Regions from separate parts of the Anser cygnoides genome. Here regions 1 and 3 are each linked to region 2. Evidence: chromatin contacts called from public Hi-C data. All regions are on one chromosome and are shown on one strand. Each heading gives the region's core, a stretch centred on a gene start, on an enhancer-like site or on the middle of the called end of the contact. The rest is flanking DNA. Distances are from core to core; before and after follow the strand shown. Region 1 overlaps SCFD2 (sec1 family domain containing 2). Region 2 holds the start of PDGFRA (platelet derived growth factor receptor alpha). Region 3 overlaps SCFD2 (sec1 family domain containing 2).

Region 1 (3,715 bases), core at 1,055-3,554, 440 kb before region 2:
GCTGCGAGGGTTGTCAGAGCAATAAATTATAAAAAGAGACTGCTTGACAGCCAAAATAACCTCATCTTGTGCCACATCCTTGCCTTTTGAGGCACCTCTTCTCTCTCAGCCCTTTGTTCTTTGTATCATCTTTCACTCCTACGCCAGGCTAACTTCAGATGTTCCACAACTCCTCAGGGAAGCCTCCACACTTCTGGTGACGGGCCTGTCCGTGGTGGGCACTGGTACCAGAAACAAAAAAACAAGATTGCCTGGCACAAACGTAATACGGGAAAACAAATCTATTTCAAATGGGTGAAAACCACAAAGGATTCTGGAGCCCACATTACTGTCTGGGCTCCTTCGAAGGAAATCTGTTTTAATATTCCTGTAGACTTTTTTGTTTGTGAATGCATTATCTTTTTCTTTTTTTTTTAAACAAATCTAGTCAAATTCTGCCCCTAGAAGTTTGCTATTAACAGACCATCACGACATGTATCATATATTATTACCACAAGAATCAATGCCTAGTCAGATTGTGCCAAAGCATCAGATGAATCACAATTCCAACCAAGTTATGGCCAAGCATATACTTGAGAGCTTTAATCTTAGAGATGATAGTACTCCAATTATATGTTGAATAAAGGTACTACTTTGGCCAAAACGTGCCCCCTTTCACAGTATCCCCAGAATCCAATTTCTTATTGACATTTGCAACGGAAATGGATGTAGATCTGAGCATTCTCTCCCTCCATCCCTTTTGTTTCGTCCCTTTTCTTATAAAAAAACAGTGAGAAACTTAGTGAAAAGCTATCATAAAATAAACATACCTGCCAGAAACTACCGGAAATTACCAAAATGTTAGGAATTGAAACTCATTAAGAGTCAAGAAACTTGATGGCCATGTAAAACAGCAACTTATATGAGATGATCATATGAGACCAGACGCTGGATCACACACTACTGCATTTTCCAGATAGGAATTTAAACACCAGCTAACTTCACCATATTTTACACTGTCTTTAAAATATTTTATACTTGGTATGCAGATAGACAGAGACAGAAAATATGACATAAACCACAAAGCAAAATATGTGAATGTGGCAGATTTTGTACATGAGAAAGCTCCAGTGCTCCGCCTGCACGCCCCACTCAGCCCACAGGAAGGAGACAGAACGGCAGCACAAAGACATGCGAAGGCAGATTATCAGTCCACTGCAGGGCACCGAGGCTGTTAATCAGTACAGTAAATGTTATCACAATAGACTACTGACATTTCTAGCCCTTGTACAAGGCTCGCCGTGCTTTAAACAGGATTCGGGCTTTCATGGTGATTAAAGGCAGATGTCCCGCGCATGAGTAGGTTTGTAACTTATGAGCCTCCCCGTCCATTTTTGTGTGTGGAAGGAATCTTTCATCGACAGGACATCTTCACTGGAGGATGCTCACTATGGTTTGATTTGTACAAGGAAGAGCTTTTTCTTTTCCTTTTTCAGAATGGGAAAATGAAACAAGCTTAGAGTACACAGCTGTACCTCATCTCATCCTATGAAATGTATCAGGTTCAAGCCCTAATTCTCCTCTCCAGTTTTCCACTGCCATTAAAAAGTAGTCATGTTATCATCTTCCGGGGAGCAGCAGATGGCAGAAAAAACAGCAACATGTCAGAGTATAGATGTACTTTTTTTCCCTTATACATGTACAAGAGCAGCAGCCTCAATAACTACTGATTATACATCAAGTATGAAACATCAAGTGAAATCCAGGCATATATAAAATGGTGATTATTTTTCCAACATCATAGTGCTACGGTGAAAAAATTCTGAAATCCCATTCTTTTGTTAACTTTCTCATCCCATCGTAGAAATCTTCTCCTCCCCTCAAAGCCAACAGCTCCCTCTCTTTAAGCAAAGTTTAACTGTACTACATAAAAGCCGCTCTTTCAGTTCCTTAATTCAGCAGAAATCCTCAAGGATGGTATTCACACACAGTGGTGAACAGACTGTACACCCGGGGCTGGGTATGCTTGTGCGCGGTTATATGACCTTCTAGCACACTGCTTATTAGAAAGTATGCCCAACATCCGAATTTCTGTCATGCTGCTCGATGCCACGTGGCCTATGTGCCCTCTCCTCAGCCGGCAGGCAGCAGCAGCACCTTTGCGGCTGGCTCCTTGCTCTGCATGGAGAAGACACCGGGATGCTCTCCCCAGCTGCCAGCTGCAAGAGCCATACGAGGGGCATCCTGACTGCCAGGGATGGCTCCTGCCACAGCTCCTCCCCGTCCGTTCCTCCAGCATGAGCTACAAGCAGAAAAGTGATCTTGGCTTTCTGGGATCTCCCTCCCACTCGGCTGAGCGCCTGAGTCAGCGTAACTCCCTCCTGATATCACATTTGTGCAAAGGGAGCTGACTGGAGAGCTGGACATCTGGTCCCAATATCCAAAAACACTTAAATCATGCATGTCATTCCAAACATTTAAGGACTTTAGAAGTTTTCAGTTACTTTTGTATGTACTTCCTAGTTGCTTCACGCAGGAAGGATTCCTTAAGTTTCTCTCTGAAGCTCTGGGGAGATGCATATACCATGCCATTTTAACCAGGAAAACAACAGCCTTAAAGATAAGCCTGCATGTTTCCTATCTTTATATTAACTATTTATTTAATTATTCAAAGAGAATATTAAGATGTGCTGAGTTACATTGCTTATAATTCAGACTTCAAAAACAGGCAAAAAAAAAAAAAAAAGCGTTGTGTGTGTACAATGGAACAAAACAACTTCAGTTGTAAATGGTAGACATTTGAGGTGCCAAGGTATTTTCTAGTTCCCCATCATGCCTTCTGGCAGGAGAGAAAGGAAGGATGGCCCAGCAGCCCGGCACCAGGCTGCGACTCAGAAGACCAGTGCTCACCTCCATGCATGACTGCAAGCCTCCTGCTTGTCCTCCACCTGTGACCAGAGGCCACTTCCTCACACCACCGAGCATCAACTCAAGTGCTTGGATGGGCTGATGCTGATGCCCAGGTACAAGCAATGACATTCAGTGCAGCGAATGATTTCCACATATACCGTGAGCTGTGGTATGCTGGTGGCAACGCAGCCCAGGCACAGCCCGAGCCCGCTGTAACCACTTAGCTGGCGCATCCGCAGCATTCGAGCTGCTTTTCAATAGCTGGTATGGGTATGTTTGGCTACCTCACAGTCTCTGTTGCACAAAGCTCTTGCAAGAGTGAAAATATATCACTTCGATGTAATTTCTATTGTTCTTATCTGGTGCCCCACACCTCAAGCTGGAGCGCTGCCAAGTTTTGCTGCACACAGCTTGTCCCGCTGCATAGCCATACCACTGTAACAGCAGAAAACCACTAATTTCTTTTTTGGCGGCTACTAGAAAATTCTTCTCCCCTTCCCCAGTACAGAAAGCTCCCGATTCTCTAACAGGCCCTCTTTCAGTCCACTCAGAGGACAAGAGAAGCAGACATTCAGGGCGTAAGTGATATCCCATATGGAGATGCACAGCAGCAAAAGGAAAGAGGCATGAGAAACTACAGTCTGAATGAGAGAATCCAGAGGATCTCGGTTATATATTACAACTCACAAAATACTTTAAGTCATTTATCTGAGACTTGGATCCTATTTTGGAAGACAGAATAGTATTACAAAGCTCCTTTAGACACTGTTTATTAACATCAAAATGAAATATGAAAAGTACTTTCTGTTAAATCCAGGATCTGGAT
Region 2 (3,798 bases), core at 1,049-3,548:
TGGCTTGGCTGTGTCTGTGTCCTGCTGTAATCCATTAATTGCTGCGGTTTGGAAGAACAAAGGCAAAGATAATGGTCTGAGGAGTTACGGGTAGAAATCAAACCTGGGCTGAATCAGCAGAGGAGGTCCTTTGATTTTCTGGGGGGAAAATCCCCGTTTGTGGCAGGGAGGACATGCTCTCGCAGCTCTGCTCGCCACGGGGCTGCTGCTGGACCCACAGGGATGCAGTGCTCGGATCCTCGCTTCCCCATCCTCCCCAAAACCCTGCCGATCCTTTAACTGCGAACAGCGAAACCAAGCGTCTGCGGGGTGTGCCTTGCCCCACTGAACTCCTCCTCGGGCTCTCTGGTTATATTTAAGAAAGAAAACCGTCCCCCCCGGCTGCAAGACACAGGCACGCACCCAGCGCTGCCCTCTCCCGCTGGCTAACGGGGAGGGCGGCTGCTAAATTTTTTTTCTTTTCTTTGGGGGGGTGTGGATCTATGAAAGGAGAGCTCCTCCGGTGCAGGGGGGGAGCCGTGTGCCCGCTCCCCCCGGTGGCTGGCGCTGCCCGGCCGCTCCTCCCGCGGGCTGCGGTGCCCCCTAGCGTCCCGCCTGCTGCCCCTGCAGCCTCCGCTCCCGCCCCATTACCCCACCCCTAAACCGGGTTAGGACCGGAGCAGCCTGGTTGTGCTGCCCCAGTCCCAAAAAAAAAAAAAAAAATTAAAAAAAAAATCAGGAAAAACAAAGCTTTTTTTTTTTTTCCCACCGCAAAGAATAAGGCTGCCACGCTTGTTCTGGCATTTTTTAACGTCATGAGGCAAATGTGACAACGAAAGCAAAACAACTCGATGTTGGGGCAGCAGAGGCCTTAGAGGGAACAGGACGGGGACGGGGCACTGCCTTAAACCACTCGGGGGTGAATGAAAATAAAGGTAGGGGAGGGGAGGCTGGCGGCGGGGAGCAGCCGTTAATTTCTTTTGTCTGGCTCCCTGCTCGCCCACCGACACGGGGACAGCCGATGTCGGACAAACAGAACGAGGGAGTTGTGGAAAAAGGGAAAAATCAAAAAATCCCCGCCGTGGCTGTAAACGCGGCACGTCTGCAGGGGCCGAGCATCTCCCTCGGCGGGGCTGGGCTCGGCGGAGCCCGGCTGTGCCCCCGGTCTGTCCCCGTCTGTCCCGCTGCTGTGTTCTCCTCCCTCCGCGACAGACGGGGGCACAGATTTACAGGGACAAGCGAGGAGAGGCCGCTCGGTTTTCTCCCTCTCTCGGGGTTTGTCGGGGCTCTGCTCCGGCCCGGAGCTGCCCTTCTCGATGCAGGGGTTGTGGCTTAGGCCGGTGTTTTGCTCGGGAAACGGGCGGGCCCGAGAATGGAAATATCCATTGAATGGATATTTAGAAAAAGAAATAAAAAAAATAAATAAAAAAGCTTAGAAAAATAGAAAAATACTAATGAGCAGAGAGGTGTGCATCCAGGGGTGTCGCGGTCCTCCTGAGCGGCGCTGTGCCTACGGGAGAGCTCAGCCGGCACCGGGCATCCCTAAAACGTGGCCGACGGCGCTCAGCCCCATCCCTGCCCTCCGACCGAGCCCAAAATCCCAGCTCCCAGCCCCCCCGCAAGCTCCCGGGGCCACAGCGAGCCGCCCCGTCGGTGCCCGCCGCCCGGAGCCTGCGGGCGCTGCGGAACCGGGGAGGGGGCCGGGACTGCGACCGCCCCCGCGGGGGTGTTGGGGGGTGTTGGGGGCCTGCAGATTGGGAAAGTAAACAGGCGGCAGCGGCTCCATTCAGCCCGGGTTGTTTAAGACGTGCGGCTTCCATCTGTTGCCACATAAACAGGCAGGATGCCTTATGCTGCAGCACTCCGGGGGAGGGGAGAGGGGCTGGGAGGGGAGGGGGCTGCCGTGGTGTAAATCCCCCCACCCCCAGCCTGTCCTCTCGCTAACCCCAAGCCCCTGGACGGGACCCCCCTGCGCCACACGGGGCGGGGGGAGCGCTCGGGAGCCGTCCCGGAGGGGTTATTTCAAACACCCCCCAGGCACCGCCGGCACCGGGAGGGGGGGAACGGCCCCGACAAGGCTCCCGGGCTCCTCCCGCGGGCAGGGGGCCCCTCGTCCCCTGCCGTCGGGGCGGGGAAGGGGGAGCCACCTCGGGGAAAGCGGCCCCGCTGCCCCCGGCCCGGCCCCGCAGCAGCCGCCGGGGTCCCCGCCCGCAGCTTTTTGCCCGTCCCGAGCCCGCAATTTGGTTTTATTCTGCCCTCGTTCTTGTGAGATCCCACGTGGAAGCCGTTAACGAATGCTCGATAATGATCACGACGAAGGCATTATTCAAATGAGGCAGGTAATTGCAAACAGAGAGCGCCTTCTCCCCTTCCTTTTGCTCTTTTCCTTGAGCAGGCGTCGCGGCTGATGCTGGCGGGTCCCTCGCCAGGCGTCACCTCCATCCTCAAACCCGTCAAAGCAGGCTCCTGGGTGCCAGCCCGAGCCCCGCACGGCCTCAAGCTCACGCACTTTCTACAGCCGCACATCTTCGCGGTGCTGAACCCTGCCCGAAGCCCTCCCGTCCCGTCGGGGCTCGTCCTGCACAACCTCGGGGGGCCGGGCTGCTGCCTGTGCTCGCCCCCCAGGTGGAGAACACCCGGGTGTACCCATTTTTTTTTTATTATTATTTTTTCCCTCATTGTGCTTTTGACTCACTCGCAGCCTGTTGTTTATTCACAAGCATTACGGTATCCTGTTAGCATTCCGACCAGGGATCTGACTCCGCTGGTTTCCTGCAGGAACATGTGGAAGCAATAGCGGGGTTGTGCACTCACCCGAGCTGAGGATGCACTAGCGGAGAGCGTGCAAAAAGGCTGGGGACCCTGCGAGCCTCGCCACAGGGCCCTCGGCCTGAGCACGCTGTTCTTCTCCTGCCTGCCCTCACTCCCTTCGGGGCATCTTCGCTCCGGAGGCTCAGCTCTCCTTGGTTTAGGGAGGGAGAAAAACCACCGCATCCTGCCGCTTGACTTTGAGGACAAAACTTTTGTTTAGCCCTAAACGGAAAAAAATAGTAATAAAAAGAAAAAAGGGAGGGAGGCGGGCCGGAGCGGGAAGGGAGGAAGCGGGAGAAGCCCGGGGGCTCGGCTCCGAGGCCGGAGCCCTCCCTGGAGCCAGGGGCCTCCGTCCCCGCTCGGTTCCTGGGGCTGCACTGCCCCCTCTCCCGCGGCCGCAGCATCGCCCCGCTCGCCGGGCTCGGCTCCGGGACCCCGCAGCGGGGCGACGGGGGCAGCCCCCGCCACCTCCCCCGGCCAGCGCTGGTCGCCACGGCGAGGCGGAGGTCCCCGGCTAAAGCCGTCGGGGCCCCGGGCGAGCTCAGACCGGGCTCCCGGGCCGAGGGCACAGAGGATGAGAAGAGCTTCCCCGGTCCCGGCACAGCAGCAGGGTTTGGGGCGGCCGGCTCCCGGCGACGGCTGCCTTTCGTTGTGGTTTCATTCATAAACCCGAGCGGTGCGGCTCTGCCCCTCTCGCCCGGTGCCTCCTGCTTCTGGCTGCCTCGCAGCCCTCCGTGCTGCTCTGCGGCCCGTGCCCGCGCTCAGGAGCGCACAAAGGACACGAGGAAGCCGCCAATTCGTTTCCAGCTCCAGCTCCCCGTCCATAACCTCACACCGTGACCCACCGTCCTGGAGGGGCTGAGGGAGGAGGCTCATTCACGAAATTGGGAGCCCTCTGACTTTTCACCAAAGTTTTTTTTTTTTTTCCCCCTTTATTTTTTTTTTTCCTTCCCCCCGCAGTGCAAAACTCTCCGATTCCCCCCTTTTCCTCCCCCTGCCATATGGCCA
Region 3 (3,370 bases), core at 670-3,169, 500 kb before region 2:
AATTGCTGTATATTTTGCACAGGAGGTTCACTTTTCTTTCTTGTGATCTAAATTCCTCATCTGCTTGATCCCACAACAAAACAATTAATCTTTTGTTTACCATATTACAGTCAGTTGTCATGGAAATCAATACAATGTCCAAAATTTAGTCATACGAACATTTCTGGATCACATATGAAGACAACAGAGTGATATAGGTGGAGCATGTCTATTAAAAATAGACTTGGTACACAGTGAGTGCATCAGAAAAAGATATTTTGGAAGAATGTAAAACCTTTAAAGAAGGCTAAAAAAAAAAGGGAGCCTAGTCTCCGTCTGACACATCTGAATATTCCTGCCAACAGGCAAGTCTTTCTTTAAATCATACATAGTCTTTCATTTGCACAGAAGACTGATCAATCTTTTGTCTAGATTTGAAGCTGTCGGCCAGGAGAGCAGAACCGAGACTCTCCTCTTCCCTCGGTGAATGATCTATTTGCTGATGGAGATGAGCAAGGGAGTGGACAATCTCAGCAGTGCTTTTCTACAGCCATATTTTATTCTCCCCTTAACATGAACACAGAAAATCAGGAGCAGCTGCACTGAAGAAATGTAATGCTATTCTCTATGATGTCTATATGTCTCAAATTGTTGGGAAGTTCCCTGCATGGGCCCAAATTCTCAATGATGACACAGCTGAAGGCCAACATGGAGCAATGGTGGTACAAACGGGACCACTGCAGATTTGCAAGATCTACTTTTGGGTAGTGTATATATGCCGAGGCTGCTACAGGATTCTGGATAAAACACTGTCTGAGCCTCATGAGCAATATGATGGATAGTGCCAGACACCCATTTGGGTTGGGGGAGCTGCCAGACTAGCTCCATACGGCCCAAAGATGTTGTACAGAGAGATCTGTCGACATTATCAGAATTGAATTAAGTTGAACTGGCAATAACAACAGAGATAGTATATGGAACCACTTGCTTTCTAGCTGCTGCCTCCTCTCCCAAATTAAATTAACCGCTCCCCTGCCCCAGCAGAAAGCTGCCTGCCCACGGCTCACACATCCTGCCTGCTCCTGGCTTGCAGGCACAGAGGTGACCCCATTTTCTGCCTTCCATACTTCTCACACCCACCCGAGCAGGCTTGTATCACAAAGCATAACCGATGCCAGTGCTTCATGCTCAGAAAGGATAACATGGAGATGCAGTTTATAATAAACATTTGAACCCTTTCAAGGGGGTTTCAAAATGATATTTGACAACATTTGCAATGCTTAAGTGCTCGCTCTTACACATGCAACACGCTGATGTCAAGCATCTCAAAACACTAAAAATGAAGAACAGATTAGTGAAAATGTCATCTTTAGGATCCACATCCTGCAGACAGATAGGATCCACGTTTAGCAGTCCCATAACTTAACCGATGTACAGAGAGAACAATGGGGCAAATGTCCCTTGCAACACAGGATGCCAGTCGCAGTGATAATTCCCCACCAACCATTTTCTCTCAAGGAAGAGAAGTCTAGATTCACTCAAAAATATTCCTCAGATATTTGAGAACATCTGTTATTTTTATTATTATTATTATTACTATTTCGAATTATATGAGAAAGTTTGTATGGGAACAGGTATCTGAAAAGCAGTATTCCCCTGTAGCATTTGCAGCTGAAGCTTTGCGGGCAACCACTTTTGAGAACTGCCTCTGCAAACAAATTTTATTTTACCACTTGGGCACCAACCTTGTATCTGGACTCAACACTGGAGCAGGGCCACTGCTTGTAAAGTCTGTGTAGCTTTAATTCACCAAGGTACTACTTCTTGGCAGAAAGAGTATAATTTATCTTCACTTTGATGGGTTTCTGTGTTAACTCATCAAAATTAACCACCAGGGCACCTGAACGCTGCCAAATTTTAAGCACACAATGAGACACCTAGACTGAATGAGCTGTGTGCATACTAAACTGGATTTAAATATGCCAAGCTATAATAATGTAGTAACGCAGTAAATCAGATATGATGAAGGAACTCTGAGGCTACACGAAGACAAATGTGAGGCTGGATTCTTTCATCCAGCAAGGTTATCCTTTCATCCAGTAAGGTTACCCCACAGCAAGTGATCACAGGAAAATGCTCTAAATCAGTAGAAGCAATGTAACCGAGGAGCTTTACTTCACCCTGCATTAGCTGTCCAGGTCCTTTGGCATAACGGAGAGAGATGATCCAACCATGATTTTGGAAAGGTGGGCGCTGTGAACGAGCTTTGTCTCAAGCTGTAGGCAGTTGCACTGAAATACAAATGCACAGAGGAGGTTCTTTGATGTACTCCCTCGCAGCTGTACATCTGATTACGACTTGCAAATGCTTTAGGGTTCACAGGTTTCCTTCTCTGTGCCTTTCCCAAACACACACAGCCTTGAGGGTGATGCCAACCACAAGTTACTGGCACTCTTTCAGACCCCTATCAACCCCTCCATTAACTGAAAAACAGGCAAACTTCAAGCTAACAATTTCAATCCTGCTATTTTCCTTACGGTTAAAATAGGCATTTCCTGAAAACAGATCTCTGCGTTATCTGTCCTGAAGATCATATGTAAACTCTTGAAGAATATTCAGGAAATATAAATATAACAAAACTCATGCCAGTCTGACCTTGCTCGTTAATAAGTATGTAGAGCATATGTTTATGCATAACTCTGAGGTTGTACTTGTACAATCAAATTAACCTTTGGACTGCTGGTGTTCAGCCATAATTTACTGCATCTAGTTTTCAATTGCATATACAGTGCTGCTAATACTACAGAAATACTATCCCATAAAAATTGTAAGGCCTGATAACAAAGCTGATAACAGAGCAGAGTGTTTCACTTCCAGTACAAAAATATAATTATCATTGTATACCCATAATCAGTTGTGTCTGCAGCAGAGGCAAAATGTTTTTATTTGCAGCCTTTGCTAAAACACTGTCTAGAAATACTGCAGTGGGGGTAGGAGGGAAGAAGCAGAAGGGGGAGAGGAAGAGCCAAGTCGGTAACTATCCCCAGACACTGATTTAATTTATAAAGGCAGTAGCTTGGGCCACGGCATTGTTCCTGCGTTCCCCAAGTTAGTTCCACACCGCTGCTAATTACTGCTTGAATGCAATGTGCTGTGCAGAGGCTACAGAGGTCACGTCTCCGGAGCCTCCCTCCGAGTGACACGATCTTGCTGAGCAAGCAGAGAGCCGCTCTTCCCACACCTCCAAGGAGGGGTGCTGGGGTGCAAGAGGCAGCCCCCGTCCATCCGAGCCACATCCACGGTGACGGGACTTGACAAGAGCTTCCCCTCGTCCAACTGAGCACCGACAGCACATCTAATACGAGGAGACATGGCTAGTTGCTTCAGACTA

The links. Hi-C and Micro-C count contacts between places; a contact is called where the count stands out from the background.
Region 1: a contact with region 2 is called in a Hi-C map of granulosa cells, with 1.8 times the contacts expected there. The contact joins the enhancer-like site here to the promoter of PDGFRA in region 2. A contact is called at or near these places in 2 of 7 Hi-C or Micro-C datasets (granulosa cells and liver).
Region 3: a Hi-C map of liver shows a contact between it and region 2, with 2.9 times the contacts expected there. The contact joins the enhancer-like site here to the promoter of PDGFRA in region 2. A contact is called at or near these places in 3 of 7 Hi-C or Micro-C datasets (granulosa cells and liver).

The regions. Positions count from the first base shown.
Region 1 is chr4:28,225,452-28,229,166 of Taihu_goose_T2T_genome, forward strand. All of the region lies in intron 4 of SCFD2 (sec1 family domain containing 2), which reads right to left. Among named protein-coding and RNA genes, the nearest start is that of SCFD2, 75 kb to the right of the region's middle. Within about 2 kb of position 2,305, at least 1 of the 3 cell types and tissues checked has open chromatin away from gene starts, as enhancers often do.
Region 2 is chr4:28,661,992-28,665,789 of Taihu_goose_T2T_genome, forward strand. PDGFRA (platelet derived growth factor receptor alpha) reads left to right here and starts at 2,299. Exons shown (of 23, transcript XM_013172769.3): 1 at 2,299-2,318. The coding sequence starts at 2,310. LOC106030789 (a long non-coding RNA gene) reads right to left here and starts at 3,752. Exons shown (of 3, transcript XR_007158817.2): 1 at 2,794-3,752.
Region 3 is chr4:28,160,187-28,163,556 of Taihu_goose_T2T_genome, forward strand. All of the region lies in intron 5 of SCFD2 (sec1 family domain containing 2), which reads right to left. Among named protein-coding and RNA genes, the nearest start is that of RASL11B, 59 kb to the left of the region's middle. Within about 2 kb of position 1,920, at least 1 of the 3 cell types and tissues checked has open chromatin away from gene starts, as enhancers often do.